Linked DNA regions of Mus musculus: all the other regions are linked to region 1. The links are chromatin contacts, called in public Hi-C, HiChIP or PLAC-seq and promoter capture Hi-C maps. All regions are on one chromosome and are shown on one strand. The core of a region is the stretch at or near the end of the contact, and the rest is flanking DNA. Distances in the headings are between cores, read along the strand shown. Region 1 holds the start of Slc36a4 (solute carrier family 36 (proton/amino acid symporter), member 4). Region 2 holds the start of Mre11a (MRE11A homolog A, double strand break repair nuclease). Region 3 overlaps Fat3 (FAT atypical cadherin 3). Region 4 overlaps Fat3 (FAT atypical cadherin 3). Region 5 overlaps Fat3 (FAT atypical cadherin 3).

What was found. Promoter capture Hi-C pulls out the DNA fragments that hold promoters and counts their contacts. Hi-C and Micro-C count contacts between places; a contact is called where the count stands out from the background. HiChIP or PLAC-seq counts read pairs in DNA pulled down with a chosen protein or histone mark.
Region 2: a promoter capture Hi-C map of pre-B cells shows a contact between it and region 1, with 6 times the contacts expected there. The contact joins the promoter of Mre11a here to the promoter of Slc36a4 in region 1. A contact is called at or near these places in 2 of 39 promoter capture datasets (liver and pre-B cells) and 2 of 9 other capture datasets (adipose tissue and liver).
Region 3: an H3K4me3 HiChIP or PLAC-seq map of bone marrow-derived macrophages shows a contact between it and region 1, with 7 times the contacts expected there. The contact joins the enhancer-like site here to the promoter of Slc36a4 in region 1. A contact is called at or near these places in 3 of 39 promoter capture datasets (embryonic stem cells, hippocampal neurons and pre-B cells), 2 of 484 Hi-C or Micro-C datasets (bone marrow-derived macrophages and macrophages), 3 of 115 datasets of contacts at active chromatin or transcription factors (astrocytes and bone marrow-derived macrophages) and 1 of 9 other capture datasets (macrophages).
Region 4: a Hi-C map of cortical neurons shows a contact between it and region 1. The contact joins the enhancer-like site here to the promoter of Slc36a4 in region 1. A contact is called at or near these places in 3 of 39 promoter capture datasets (embryonic stem cells, hippocampal neurons and pre-B cells), 1 of 484 Hi-C or Micro-C datasets (cortical neurons) and 3 of 115 datasets of contacts at active chromatin or transcription factors (astrocytes, bone marrow-derived macrophages and large pre-B cells).
Region 5: an H3K4me3 HiChIP or PLAC-seq map of bone marrow-derived macrophages shows a contact between it and region 1, with 5 times the contacts expected there. The contact joins the enhancer-like site here to the promoter of Slc36a4 in region 1. A contact is called at or near these places in 1 of 484 Hi-C or Micro-C datasets (bone marrow-derived macrophages), 3 of 115 datasets of contacts at active chromatin or transcription factors (bone marrow-derived macrophages, embryonic hindbrain and neural tube) and 2 of 9 other capture datasets (embryonic stem cells and macrophages).

The regions. Positions count from the first base shown.
Region 1 is chr9:15,708,327-15,711,176 of GRCm38.p6, forward strand. It overlaps Slc36a4 (solute carrier family 36 (proton/amino acid symporter), member 4), which reads left to right and starts at 1,412. Exons shown (of 11, transcript NM_172289.5): 1 at 1,412-1,511. The coding sequence starts at 1,466.
Region 2 is chr9:14,783,175-14,786,024 of GRCm38.p6, forward strand. It overlaps Mre11a (MRE11A homolog A, double strand break repair nuclease), which reads left to right and starts at 1,480. Exons shown (of 20, transcript NM_018736.3): 1 at 1,480-1,583; 2 at 2,257-2,354. The coding sequence starts at 2,335. Ankrd49 (ankyrin repeat domain 49) reads right to left here and starts at 1,399. Exons shown (of 3, transcript NM_019683.4): 1 at 1,346-1,399.
Region 3 is chr9:16,304,125-16,306,974 of GRCm38.p6, forward strand. All of the region lies in intron 2 of Fat3 (FAT atypical cadherin 3), which reads right to left. Among named protein-coding and RNA genes, the nearest start is that of Fat3, 200 kb to the right of the region's middle. Within about 2 kb of position 1,372, at least 19 of the 459 cell types and tissues checked have an H3K27ac peak or open chromatin away from gene starts, as enhancers often do. A contact at or near this core is called in bone marrow-derived macrophages, where this site is marked.
Region 4 is chr9:16,281,131-16,283,980 of GRCm38.p6, forward strand. All of the region lies in intron 2 of Fat3 (FAT atypical cadherin 3), which reads right to left. Among named protein-coding and RNA genes, the nearest start is that of Fat3, 220 kb to the right of the region's middle. Within about 2 kb of position 1,446, at least 15 of the 459 cell types and tissues checked have an H3K27ac peak or open chromatin away from gene starts, as enhancers often do. A contact at or near this core is called in bone marrow-derived macrophages and cortical neurons, where this site is marked.
Region 5 is chr9:16,227,684-16,230,533 of GRCm38.p6, forward strand. The region is part of intron 3 of Fat3 (FAT atypical cadherin 3); the gene reads right to left. Among named protein-coding and RNA genes, the nearest start is that of Fat3, 270 kb to the right of the region's middle. Within about 2 kb of position 1,433, at least 8 of the 459 cell types and tissues checked have an H3K27ac peak or open chromatin away from gene starts, as enhancers often do. A contact at or near this core is called in bone marrow-derived macrophages, where this site is marked.

The DNA of each region.
Region 1 (2,850 bases), core at 162-2,661:
AACACCCTTGGATGACAAGTGTTCTTCAGCTCTGATGTGTAGTTGCTGCCTTTCTCTCAACTTCCTGACTAGAGAGTCCAGAGCTGCTGGACGGATCCCAGACCTCAGTTTCCCTTGTCCGTTGCTCTGCTTTTGGCTGCTGCGTCCTCACCTTTCCGAGCCATTCTAGTTTTCTTTTGTAAATGTGCAGGTTGTATTTTGCAAAGTTGATACAATTCTAGATATATCTGAAATGAGAGAACCCCAATTGAGAAAATGCCTCCATATTGGCCTGAGGACAAGCTTGTGGTAGTATTGTCTTCATTGATGAAGGGCCCAGCTCAGTGCCGGCAATGAGGAGCCGTTTCTGGGTGCTATAAGAAAGCAGTGTGAGCAAGCCACACAGAGCAAACCAGTAAGCAGCATCCCTCCATGGCTTCTTCAGTTCCTGACCTGAGTTCCTGTCCTCACAGTGATGGACTTCCAATTGAAGTGAACTCTTTCCACCTCAAGTTGCATTGGGTCAATGGTGCTTTATCATAGCAATAGAAACCCTAACTAAGGCAGTCCATGCCATATATTTATTTAAAAAAAAAAAAAAAACCTCTGTTAGCACAGTGTGGAGCCTTTTCAAAGTAAGTTAAACTCACGCACCATTGTCTTTCTTAGCTTTCAGTTGGATGAGTCAGTCACGAAGAGTAAACAAAGATATTGCAGTAAAGGTCATGTTGTTAGCAACAGTGAGGGCTCTTCCAGGTACTGTCATTGCATTTCCTAGGTCCACCCATAGAGTTGTTCCGATGATAGGGAGAAGGTGCCCCTCCTTCTGGAAGTCAGCAGATAGTGAAGCCACTTTAAAGTTGAAAGTAGGCAATACTTAATAGGCAGGCTGAAACGGTTTCCGCAAGCCAGCTTCGTATGCAGACTGAGAATCCCTGCTGCAGTGGCAGATCCCTCCCCTGCCTTCATTGGCTTACTGTTGTTGTTGTTGTTGGTGGTGGTGCTACCGAAGGGTCTTACCCTTTGTGTGGACAGTGGCACAGTGACTTACAGACTGCATTGCGCTGTCTCTCATATGACCAAAGAACCATATGACAATGTAGTGTAGTGCCTGATAGTGGATGTCGACACTTCCCTCTTTGCCTTAACCCTAGTGTTAGCTGTCTTTAAGATGCCAGTGCAGGAGCCTACATCTAGCTGCGTTTGTTAGTGTCAATTGGGGTGGAGGAACACTGCCAGTCGGTCGTCGGGAGTTGCAGTCTGCCTGCTTTCTGCGTGGTCCGAGGCCCTTTCTTCCGGCATGCGAAGCCCGGGGATTCAGAGGATCGCTCCTCAGCTTGTAGGCGCCGCGCCTGTCACCCCGAGGCGCAGACCCGCGTGGGCTACGGTCAAGGCCAGCCCGGGCCCCGCCCCTCGGGGCGGCTCTGCGCATGCTCGGCGGTGCGGCCGGCAGAGCGGGCGGCGGCGACCTGGAGACCCCCGAGGGATGGAAGCGCCGGCGCCGGCGGAGACGGCGGGATGCGAGGAGCTCGGTGGGTGTCTGCCGGCCTGACCCAACCCGGGGCGTGGGCGTCTCCCGCGTTCGCAGTGAGGGCGCGTCGGCCTTCGCGTCCGCTGCGGCGGCATCCGGGCTCCCGGTGTCTCGCGCGCCTGGCCGTGGGGGGGGTAGGGGGTGGGGGTGTCTCTGCGCGCGCACTGAGCACTAGGGTGGCGGGATGGCGGGATGGCGGGGTGACGGCGTATGCAGAGACTCCAGGCAGAGGCTGGTGGGTCCCAGGACCCTGGCTGGCGTGAGTTCCTCTAGGACCAGCACAGAACAGTGGTCCCCAGGCCTGGCGGGGCCTTGCAGGTCGCTGCACCGAGTGTGAGGTCTGTCTGCCTTTGAGTTGTCAGTCTTTGTATGCCTGTCATTCTGTCCATCTGTCTGTCCACGGGCCTGTGCTTGTAGCACTGTGCGTCAGTGCGGGGAGTCGCCCCGTTTGTCCACGTCAAAGGGAGGCGGGAACTGCTGCCACTCTGTTTTTTTCCAGGATGCTTTAAGGAAGTTATCATTGTTTTCTTTTCTGAGCCTGGATCTCAACTCTGGGCATCTCCAGCTGAAGCCTCCGTTGACTCCTCGCTGCGCAGCTGTTCTAACGGGACATTGCTGCCTGAAAAATAGCACGTACCTGGGCTCTGACAGGCCCTGAGCGCTCTGTTTCCATGGTTTTGGAAGGCTTGCTTCTGTTTACTACTGCCAGAAAGAAAACAGAAGCCAGGATCAGGATAGAAAGATGTCCTCCTAGCAGCACACTGTGTTAAGAAATATTTCTTAAAGAAAGAGATTAAATTAAAACATACTTTGAAGTAATTTATAGACTGGCATGCCTATAATAATGTGCCAACACTTCATGGTTGTTTTCAACAAAGGTAGAAATTCTAAGTCTAACTTTCATTGAGAACAGACTGTCAAGCAGGGTGCTGTATACTATGCTAGCCAATGACTACTTGATCCACACTAGAATTCAGGGAGGCAAGTTCTTTTGTCTTGCAATTGTTCTTGCCTAAGGCAGGGCCTTGTTACTACAAACTCAAGTTTATGAGACTCTTCAGTTCAACCCATGTTGTTGAGCTGTGAGGAGATTGGCAGGAGCGGGATAGTATGTTATCATTAGCATGTATAAAGCTGGTGTGGTAGCAGTACACACTTGCAAACCCAGTGTTATGGGGCTGAGGCAAGCGGGCTGTCAGCCTATGCCACACAGTGAGTTCTAGGCCAGTGTGGTCCACACACTGAGGTCCTGACTCTGCCCTGCCCTCTGGAAAAGTTCATCTTTTCACTCAGCAGTTTTATGTGTAGACAATTTCTCAAAGTAAATCATGCAGTTAAAC
Region 2 (2,850 bases), core at 230-2,729, 930 kb before region 1:
TAAGTAAATGGCTACAACTATCTTAATTTTAATCTATTAATTTAGGTATGTTAAAACTGATGGAGTCCTGACAGTGAGTACACAGGAGGACCATAGTTCACCCAGTCCTAAAAGATTAGTCTTCTGATAAACTGCCATATTAATTTATACACTGACATCAACTTCAAGAGTTACCTAGCACATAAGCCTTAAAGAAAATGAGAAGTTACTTTGAAAACCATCAATCTTTTAACCATATTTGTTGAATTTGGCAGTTTTTTGTTGCTATTGTTAGTGTTACCACTTCTTTCTGTTGACCCAATTAGAATCTAATGTTTATTATTTCAGGTGCTATGTCTTATATTGTTTTGCTATTAAGCTTTTAAGGATAGGCCATCTTTAACACAGATTATTATGCCATTTGTATGTAACCTGCATTAAGAACTATTTGTATCATTAAACTTAAGACCTATCATTTAATCTTGCTCTGAATGGCCTCTAAGAGGAACTTAGTTATACACACTCCTCATAGATTTGTTCTACTTAATTTCAAGTTTAATATTCCATTGTCCAATTAAGCTTCATCACTAGTGACAAGAGTATCAGAATCATGACCAATGACTTCTTAGGGCCTATAAACTCCATTAAGGGATTTGTTAAGGTTTTGGCAGCATTGTGTTTTTCTTTTTTCTTTTTTAAAAGAACTATCAGAACTATTTTCTTAACATTTTCAATATTTCCTTTCACTTCAAACTCATTTTTTAAAAAGCTACTATACACCAATTCATTAAGCGCTTAACAGATGTCACTAACCAAAATATGGCACAGATCGCAGCCCCCCTTCCCACACCTGAAAACTCCTTCATATTAATTCTTAACTTATTGTCTTGGTATGCTTAATTAAAAAATCAAACCCAAATGTATCTCGACTCTGGGTATAAAGCTCGATGCATACTATTATGGAGGAATAGGATGCATTTCCTAATTTAAAGGGAACCCTCCATTTTGAGAGAGATAGCAACTGTTCCAGTTCTCATCTCATTGGGTGGAGCCCCCCATTTCAGAGGCCTGCGCTCGGGTACTGACAGATCACTGTCGCTGCGGTACACGGGCCCTTCTGAGGTCCTGAGGGGGTCTGCTCTAACTCAAGGCTCCAAATCATTTCTACTGCACTTTCTTCAAGGTTCTCTGAAAACACAAAACCGAGGCTTCTGGGGCGATCGTCAGGGGAAGCAGGGAAGAAAGGTCTTTGGTCTAGCAGGCGAGGCCTTCCGAATCGCAAAGCGAAGACTCTGCCACGATGCTACCTGCGAGGTGGCCGGCCGCCCACAGCCGCCCGCCCCACCGCTCCGGACACGCGCCTCACCTTTCACAGAGAGAACCTCACCGAGAACTTCCTTTCCGGGTTCGCCCCTTCGCTGCTCAGGATTGGCTCCTGTGAGGTGACGGAGCCATTCTGTAGCCAATGAGAATCTAGACATTCTGTGATGTCACGTCATCAATGGATCTCGCGAGAAGTACGGATGCCGCTCTCCCGCGCCTAATTCAGGTTTCTGGGAGCGGTTTTCTTGTGGTTCTGGAGACTCCCGCCCCCTTTTCCTGAGGTAGAGATGGCTTGTGGCCTCCCTGGTCGACTCTGACAAGTCCATGTTGGGTAACTTAGGCTTTGCTACGGTCTTGTAGCGTGCGGGTCCGGGGCGAACGGAAGCCCCGAGTGCGTGGGGCCGTTAGGGAAGACGGGCCGGGTGGGCATGGAGGGATGCGGGCTCTGCGTTCCGCCTCGGAGTCCGCCTCGGAGTCCCGCGGGTGGGAGGTCTCCTGTAGTGGCAGCGCCGCCTTCGCCGAGCTGGGGATGCGAGGTGTTCCACTTAGACCATGTGTTGGTTATTTATTCTGTCTTTAAATGTGGGCTGCCCCATAAAACCCATGTTAGTGTTAAGAGTATGGGGTGGCCTCTGATTCAAAGTCCTGCGCGGAGCAGCTTAAATTATGCACGTAGAAAGTTACGTTTCATTTTTCCTGTCCAGGGGTTTACTACACACCAATCTCATGAAGAAGATAGTAGAGAAATAGTAGTGATAGTGCAATTAGGACTTCACTTCAGGATGTGGCTTTCTGTTCTTAGGTCATGAAACAATTATAGTAAGTGTTGAAGACGTACATAGGACTTTCTCAAAATCACTAGCGCTTGTTCAAAAAGTCTACCCTGCAACTGAGCTCATGTTAGTGAAATATGTGCAACCTTTATAATATGTGCATTTTGGTATTTATTTTTAGAGTTTGGATTCGAGTGGTTTTTCTGACATACCTGAACACTTGGAGAGGAACCTGGTACAGAGGAACTCTACTATAAAAATGAGCCCCACAGATCCACTGTAAGCCTGACATATTAATTGTGATGACCTTACGAGAAAAGTGATATTTTAATATAAACAGCAACAGAATTTAATAATGGATAGAGTATCCCCCAAAACGTCTGTCATGCATAATTAAAAGCACATACTTATGCTTATTAGCAATAAATAAATAAATAATGAGGTGGAGCAATAGATGAATGTGTTGCAGTAATTACATGGCCATGCAGGGAGGCTCATGCTCTCTGGCTTTGTCTTAGTCTCGAGTCTATAAATAGTCCTTTAGAGTAAGTTACCCTAGTTGAAGTGAATTTGAACAAAATGGAAAGAAATAAAAGGACTATAGAAGTCAGGTGGCAGAAGAAAATCCTTGAACACGAGTGGTGTCTTCCACTCTGGTTTCAAGTTCTTGGTCAAAATTAGCTGTTTAATGTTAGGAAGATCAGCAGTTCTCTGGCTTGCCTGGTTTTATTTTCATTTGCATAACTAGACTAATAATACTCCTTTCCAGTTAATT
Region 3 (2,850 bases), core at 122-2,621, 600 kb after region 1:
TGAATGAACATATGATGGGAACTCAAGAGAAAATAGAGCTATAAAAAAGTTGTTTGACAAAGTCTTTAGCACGATAACTTGATCAAATTCACTGCTCTGGTGTCTATTGTATGGCCAAAATACATAAGATGAGGTCACAGCTTGGAAACATAAAACATTCATATACAATTGTTCTGGTCTAAAAATTGTTTGGAGGCTAAGTATGTATTTTATTAACTAAAATACATGTCTTATGAGATTATGACTTTGATGTCCAGAAGTCCTGGGATGCGTGTAATCTTAGCACATAGGAACTGGAAACAGAGATCCATAAGGATTGTTGGACAACTAGCCTATCCTAACTGAGTAGTTCCAGGCAAATAGGCAAAATATAGGTAATGAGCATCTGAAGAATACCCTTGAGGCTACCCCTCTACAAACCAACAAGCAAGCAAGCAAGCAAACAAACAAACAAACAAGGTGTTTTGCCCACAATAAAGTTAATAATTAATAGACTGTGCAATTAAATTGTTCTCTCCTGTAAAGGAATTTTCAGTTCTTATCTCTGGTCCTTAATTCAGAGTCTGTTAGTCACTGTCCTGTTTCATGTGATTGGTGTGACAAAGGAAAATAAAATAGACAATGTGCCAGCAAATTCTGGGAGACAGTTGTGCACAGGACACAGAACACCCTTACACTCGTAGTCCACAGTACAATGTTCACTCCTCCTCTCTTAGAAAGGCCTGCTTCTTTTCTCCTTTAATGTCTTTCATAAATTTGATCTCCAGGGAACTCTAGTTGCTGTTAATTATGCGTATCGAGTCTCTGCTGTGCCAGAGGAAACTTAATTATTCTAATTTTCAAGGTCATAGAAATATCCAAAGGGGCCAGTTTGGTAATCCAAAGAATAATGCTATCACAAAGGAATCAAAGACAGGGTTAGCTATGGAAGGCTGGTTACAACCCCTTACTGACTATTCCCTAGCTGTCACCAAAGTCATACTGACTAGGACACCCTTCCCAGAATGACCTCCCAGTGAACCTGGAAATAAGGTGGAACTCTTCTCTAGGGTGTACTGGGCACTCTTGGGGTAGGACGGAATCCCTTTCATGAATAGGCATGTGCTTAGGCAATCATCTGATGAGGGCTCAGTCAAGGAGGAAAGAAAAAAAATAACGTAATTAACTGGCACAGATCTACACAAAATCCATTCTATACTTTCTCCCTTGAAACTGGTAAATTGTCACCAGTAAACACCAAGGTTCTTTTTTGTCAGCTTCTTTTCTGGACCTTTGGAGGATCCTGAATTCGGAAGCCCATGTTAGGCAGGATTTTCTGTTCTGTGCCTGAAATAGGACAGACTGAAAAACAAGATTACAGTGGTACAAGTCTTTCTGCTAATAACAGCTCAAGGGAATACAGTCTATAACTTGTCCCTCTCTCATCTTGGCTCAGCTATGAAGGCAGGGCTATTTTAAGATTCTAAAATTACCATGTGTGGAATAAGCAGTCTTTGGGGGATTTCTTGGCTTTGGGGAACATCTCTTGACTCTGGAGGAGTTGCAATTTAACATCCCCTTGTCTCAGTCTAATACAGGAGGCCTCTCCCTTTTGCTTCTCATGCAGTTCTTATGATTCCTAACTTGGTGTGGTAATAATATGTGGTTTGCAAGGGCTTCTAGAAACTAGAGGTGCTGACACAGGCTCTCCATCAGTGTAGCTCTCTGGTTAACTCATAAAGCTCCCCCTTAAATCCTCTCCATTTTACTCCCCTCCCACCATAGCTACCAGGAAGCAGTCCGCTGAGCACCAATGTAGACTGAAGCAAGAGCCACCTCTGCTTGCTGCCTTTGAAGGAGGTGCAGTTTAGACAGCCAATGCAATTGGAAGGAATCACTTGTTAGTTTAAGACCTCAAGCAGTGGGTATGCATACAGCTGAAACAGCTCAGTGCTGGGGCTACTCACTCATAGCTAGGGAAGCAACTACAGTAAACCAAGACCAGGCCTGGGAAAGGAAGCCAGGAGATCCAGAATTCCAGTTTCAGGAGAAAGGGGCCAGTGGCCAAGGTAGCACCACGTGAAGGAAGTGGTCAGAGCCATGAGAGTAAAATAGCTAACTGCAGAGGTAAAATGCCTACTTGTTAGTGGAGAGTCATCTAAGCTCTCAGTTTTGATTAAAGAGTATGAATGACCTTCATCCCTAATTGCAGAAAGCAGGGGTCAGGTGCACTACACTGAGCACTTGACAAATCTGAGCCCAGAGAAGAGAGAAACACAGGTCTTCCAGTGGAAGAGTTCCAGCTCTTCAATTTGGCATGAATGTGCTTCTAAGCACAAGGAGGTGGGAAGATGCTATTCAAATTAGCTTCTGTGCTAAGGAACTAGAAAGCCTTTTGCAGGTTATTCAAATTCCTCAATCTTTGTTTTCCTCATCTGAGGTTCATGGGGTTTTCATGGGGATGCTTTTCCCCCTGAAGGGTGTCTTGGCCTCTCTCCAATACTTGATTCATTCATCTCAAATCTAGGAAGGTTGGTACATTGACACAACATTGTACATCGAGTACAAAGAGAAGTGTTGTGCTCACCTCAGTACTTCCACATCTCTTGACACTGAGTCACCTGCAGGAATCCCAGACTTACTGCCCTCCCCAGGGCACAGACGCTGAAGGGCTGAATCGGTACATGGGAGGCTTGCGCTGTGGCTGGGAATGGTGTGTACATTTGTGTTACTCTAAGGTTTTGTTTTTGAATGAGTCTCAGGCTCTCGTATTACCTACATCTAACAATCTAGCATCTATAACTCATAAAGACATTTCAGCCACTACTTTTTCAGCCTGAAAATAATGGTGATCACTAACAGCATTGCACA
Region 4 (2,850 bases), core at 196-2,695, 570 kb after region 1:
TTAACAGCTATGAGGCTAGGGTAGCTTATTTCTCCTAGAAAACAATTCACGCCGGGCGGTGGTGGCGCATGCCTTTAATCCCAGCACTTGGGAGGCAGAAGCAGGCGGATTTCTGAATTCAAGGCCAGCCTGGCCTACAAAGTGAGTTTCAGGACAGCCAGAGATACACAGAGAAACCCTGTCTCGAAGAACAACAACAACAACAACAAAAACAATTCACATGCAGTCAGTCATCCTCACGCCTAGCCCCCAAACCTCACTTTCCAACTCTTCTTCTTGAGATGAGCAGTTGGGATTACGCAGTAGTAGTAATAGAATAGAATAATCACTAGGGTGGCAGGAATGAAGGATAATGCTGGAGACGCTAGAAGAAAGAAAGAGATGTCGACGACTATGTAGACATGTAACCACAGAGTGTGAGGTCTGGAGAAGACATAGTTTTAATAAGAAAAATAAGCAAAATAATATGAAATGACTCCAATTTGTCAGGACCAGGGACATTTATGCCATGATTTGTTGAAACATTTGTTTTAGGAGCAAGCTTAGCTTCAGAGAGGTCAAGGCATTCTTCAATTAGTTATAGATTTTCTACATTTTGAAACAAAATAACTTGAAAACAAAACCCAAGTTTTCAAGAGCCAAAATCTGTTTTATTATGTTTGGAAATATCCACGTGGCTTTATAAAATCAGTGTTTAACTTATGGCTACTTTGTTTAAATAACGTCCGTGCTGTAGTATTCTCCAAGAACACTCCATGAATGTATGTAGCATCCTAACTTACTCAAAAGTATGTAAGTCTTCTGGTTTCTGTGCTAAAAACATTATCCAGGAAAGTAGTACTGATTTCTAATGAGCCAGATACTCTCACAGATGCACACCATGCTACCCTTTAACAGACAGAGTTGTAAGTGACTTCAGGTCAAACATGGTTATGACCTGCACAGACCAGAGCTCTCTAACTGTCCGTGTGTTCCAGTGTAGACACAGAAGAATTCAGTGAACCATGAATGAACTCAACCTTCATGTCGACTTAACATCTGCTCTGGGATCACGTCACAGCTGTGATAAATGTAAGAGCTACAGCACTGTGAGCCACCGCTTCCACTTTCAATAAACTTGCTTCCAAGCTTGAATACAGACAATAAAGTAAATTAGCAGACTAGCAAGGTAGGTGTGGGTGAGCAGGTGATTTTGGTGAGAGTGTCAGGTCTGGAGAACTCAACAGAGCATTTAAAATAAAGATGCATCTACTTAAACAAGTCTCTGTGAGGAATAGAACAGATTTATCTAGAAAAGAGGACAGACACATTGTATTTGGGGAGTTTAGATTGTATATGTACATATATAGTACTTTGGACCTATTTATTCCATCCCTAAGTAAGAGTCTGACAGCTTGTATTTTTAGCATGCTATGTTTGCCACCTACACACAGCATGAGGCAATGGACAAAAATACACTTCACACCCTAAACCCCAAAAATAGAGGCATCTTCATTGTCATCTGTTATCCAGAGCAAGTGGCCTCATGTTACCATAGAAATCCCCATCCTTGTCTGTGGGAAGTGTTTTATAAAGCTGTCAGACAGTCTCAATTAAAAATAACAAATGGAAGACCAATTATGGTCCCTCTGGATTTACTAATAAAGTCCATTAATGAACTTTCCACCAGGTGTTCAGAGTTTAAACAAGAGCACATGGAGAAAGGCTAACCAGAGCGAGAGGATCCCATTTACACTTTGTATTACCACTCTGGCCCCTGGCCTTCTGCGCAAGACAGGAGCTCCCATTTTGGTCATGGGTACAGAAGAAATAAACAAGCAGAGTAACATGCTACAAGGAAGACTTGATGCTGGCAAGTGCTACTACGTTCAAGATGGAATTTAGTTTTATGCTTTGTTTTCAACTGGCTTATCTGATCAATAGTGCTATGGTTTAGTGGCCATGAGTTTCTCCATCAATGTTGGAGAAATTTTCATGAGAGCAAGGGCTAACATTTTCATTCTCACAGATCAGCAAATACGTATTTTAGTTATTTTATACCTCACTGTGAAGAAAGTTGAGGGTAGAGAGGTTTACTTTGGCACAGAGTTTGTGTGGGCAGAAGTCCTGTGTGGCAGGGAAAGTGCCAACTCATCCATGGTGACAGCAACAAGAGGCTACTGACTCACCTCTTCCCAAACCAAGAAGCAGAGAGGAAAAGGAGTGAGGCCAGGCTATAAAAATAAAGGCCCAGCCACCAACAACCCATTTTCTGAAGCTAGATTCCATCTTCCAAGTGATCTAAAATCTCTAGGAATAGTTCCACCTGGGCACAAATGTCCTGGGGACATTTCACACTGGAATTGCATAGCCTACCTACTGTGATTTGACAGTGTAAGTAACTGTCTACTACCCTCAATTTCTGCGGTGACAATTGTGACAGTCTTTGGGCTTGCCCTTCTTATATGTGTGAAGCAGGTGGTATATGGGCAACGTGATGGTCCATGAAAACATTTTGACCTCCATGATAAGATAGGAAAGACAGAAGCAAATTGAATTGGATGTGTTTTTGCTTGCTATTGAAATGTACTTAGATGTATCATAAGAATGGCTTTGAAACTGAGTTACATAAATGATAAATACTGCTATGAGTATAAAACCCTAGACAGTTGATTTCAAGTGGTCACCACAGAATACAGGTATACCAGTCAACATAACGTTAAGTGAACAATTGCTTTGCTGGTCAGTGTGATTTAAAGAATTTGCTCAGTGGGATGTAGTTACCAGCTATCTATCAACTCAGTCCTAGAGTTTTCTCCTGTTCATTTACCTTCTACTCCCCCATCAAAAACACATGCTTACACACATCTG
Region 5 (2,850 bases), core at 183-2,682, 520 kb after region 1:
AGAGAGAGACTCCTTCCCCCCCCCTCTCTCTCTCTATATATATATATCCCTTAATACAATCAAATTAGCCACAGATCACATTAGCTCAAATGCACTACTATCAAAAACATAATGGGTAATTATGTCCCAGAGAGTTTTGTCAGGGCTTTCAATTAGAGCTCTAGAGTTACTGGCATTACAAACTTAGACCTCTAGCACACAAAACCCACATATTTTATTTTATTTTTATTTTATGTATGTGCAAATGTGTGTGTGTCTGTGTGTGTGTGTGTGTGTGTGTGTGTGTGTGTGTGTGTAGGTTCAAGGATAGTATATGATAGTTAGTTATCTTCGTCTGCTACTTGGGTCCAGGAGATTGAAGTCAAGTTCAGTAACTTTACCTGGTGAGCCATCGCAGTGACCCACATGTATAAAAGCCTTTGTTTACAGCTTCTGGCTTTACAAGGAGCTTGGAATGTAGAGGAAATAAAAAGGCAGAAAAAGGAACCATTGTTCCATACAGATCAATAAAAATGAGATTGAGCACCACACAAATCCGCAGCAGTGATTGGAAAGTGCTCTGAGAGACAGCCCTCCTTCCCCATGGATCATGGGATGAGGACTAAAGGGTTGCTCTTTTTCCTATGTCCAGCACCTGGAGCAGTAGCTGATACAGAATTGGTTTTCATATCTGATTGTTAAATTAAGTATTTCATCTTTAACGAACCAATTAAGCAGAATAAAACAATCCATTCACTAAAGACGAGCAGATCCTGGCTAGTTTGTTTATTAATGACAGACAGACGCATAAATCACTTTGCTCAAGTTTTCCTGTGGATAGGCTGACAGGCATCTGCCTCCACTTATTCTGTTACCCACCACTTATTTAAGTGCCAATATAATGGTTGACCTCTGGTAAAAGATGACAGGCCTAAGCAGAGGGGCTGTGACACTTAGATAAGCTTCTCTTGATTCTGAGATTCTCACCACTGAGCTCCTGTAATGACGCTGGGAAACAGAGAATGGTTTTTCTAAATCTGTCACAGGCTACATAAGCATTCTAGTGCTGCGAAGTGGGTGTATATTACAATCACTACTCGAATTTCTACAAACAAGGGCCAACTCCTGTACTTCTCCTATATGTGAAAGTAAAAAGGCACCTCACAAATAATTGCCTGCTATTATTGCCCTTATATCACATTAAATCAAGCACAGAGAGAGATAATGTCCAAGGAGGATGGTACTCCGATGTTGTTCTAAGCAGGGCAAAGCCATTAGCCACATCAGTCAGTGTTAAAGTCTGGCACAAAGCTGATGTGACTCACATAGCTTATGGTAACTGAGAATAAACCAATTTAAAGTGAGATTACTGACTTCTTAGTCGTCCTATCTGGACAGCTATGAAAGCGACAGTTCTCTGCATATCCTGGTGACTTGTATGCTAAAAAGCTGCTTTCAGTTCCTCAGAGGCAGGGGAATCCAGAGATGACATTTTGAAAATATTTCAAAGGGCTAGGCATGGTGATGCACGTCTTTAGTCCCAGCACTTGGGAGCCAGAGGCAGGCGGATCTCTCTGTGTCTGAGTTTGAGGCCAACATGGTCTACAAAGCAAGTTCCCGTATATCTGGGGATACATAGAGAAGCTTTCTTTCAAAACAAACAAGACCACTTCAAATGTCAAATGGAAATAAAAGCAAAGGCAACTAGGAGAATTTCAGCCTCCATAATTTTAGTAAGGACTACCTGCTACAAAGAAGAATGTAGAACCCCTGGTTTGATGGGAGTGATACAGAAAACCTGAAGCCCATGCTTCTCCATCCATTTATTCAGTATTGGCTTGGAGCCCCTGAAATGTGGGAAGCTCTCTTTTTGTAGGCTATACCCAGTCTTATTCTTGAAGGCTTATGTCACCAATGCCTAATACAAATACATGACAACTAGCGAATTTGCAATCAATGATACTTAATATTTAACAAAGAATGACTAAATAGGTGAATAATTACTCAATAAGAATAATACTCCTGGAGGCTTACAAGATGGTTTAGTAGTTAAGAGAACTGGCTGCTCTTCCAGAGGACTCAGATTATAATTCTAACATCCTCATGGTAACTCACAACCATCTGCATCTACAGTTCCCTGGGATTGGATGCCCTCTTCAAGCCTCCATGGTCACAGCATGTCCATGGTAAACAGATATTCAAGCAAGGAAAACACTCTCATACATAAAAATTATTATTGGGGAGCAATGTCATCCGAAGGACCTTGTGTCAGCACAGGAAGCAGTCTATAGCAAACCTGAGAATCAGGTGGCCCGTCTTCCTTACTGCCCTCCCCCGAAAGCAACCTTGCCAGGCCTTTGTCCGTCACTGTATGAACTGCTTGAGTACAGGAAAAGGACATTGCTGAGCTTCTGCCCTGGCTGTCCTGTGTCCCCTGTCTGCAGACATTGCTGATGCTGATACCACCTTTGGAAACTTTATTCTCCAGGACAAACTTTGAGTTTTATTTAACAAGTGTTCAGACTGCCTCTAATACCCTGTGCAGTGATGCACATTTCTCAACTCCATTCTCCAACAATTGAAAGTATGGGAACATTGACGCTGATTGGGTCAGTTTACAGACTCAGTGGTTCCAACCTGAAACACCCTTTAAACTGTGAGATGCAAACCAGCTGTTAGCATAGGTGATTTATAGGATTTTGTTTGCTGTCAAAATAGCTCACTTCTGAAATTTGCCCCCACTTATGGTCCCGAGGAAAGTTCTGCAAACATTTGCTTGTCTATGAATTAAGAAGCCTAAAAATAAAATAAAACATTTTTATCTGAAAGGATAAAATTCCTTGCTCTTAATAATCATTTATTTATCTGTTT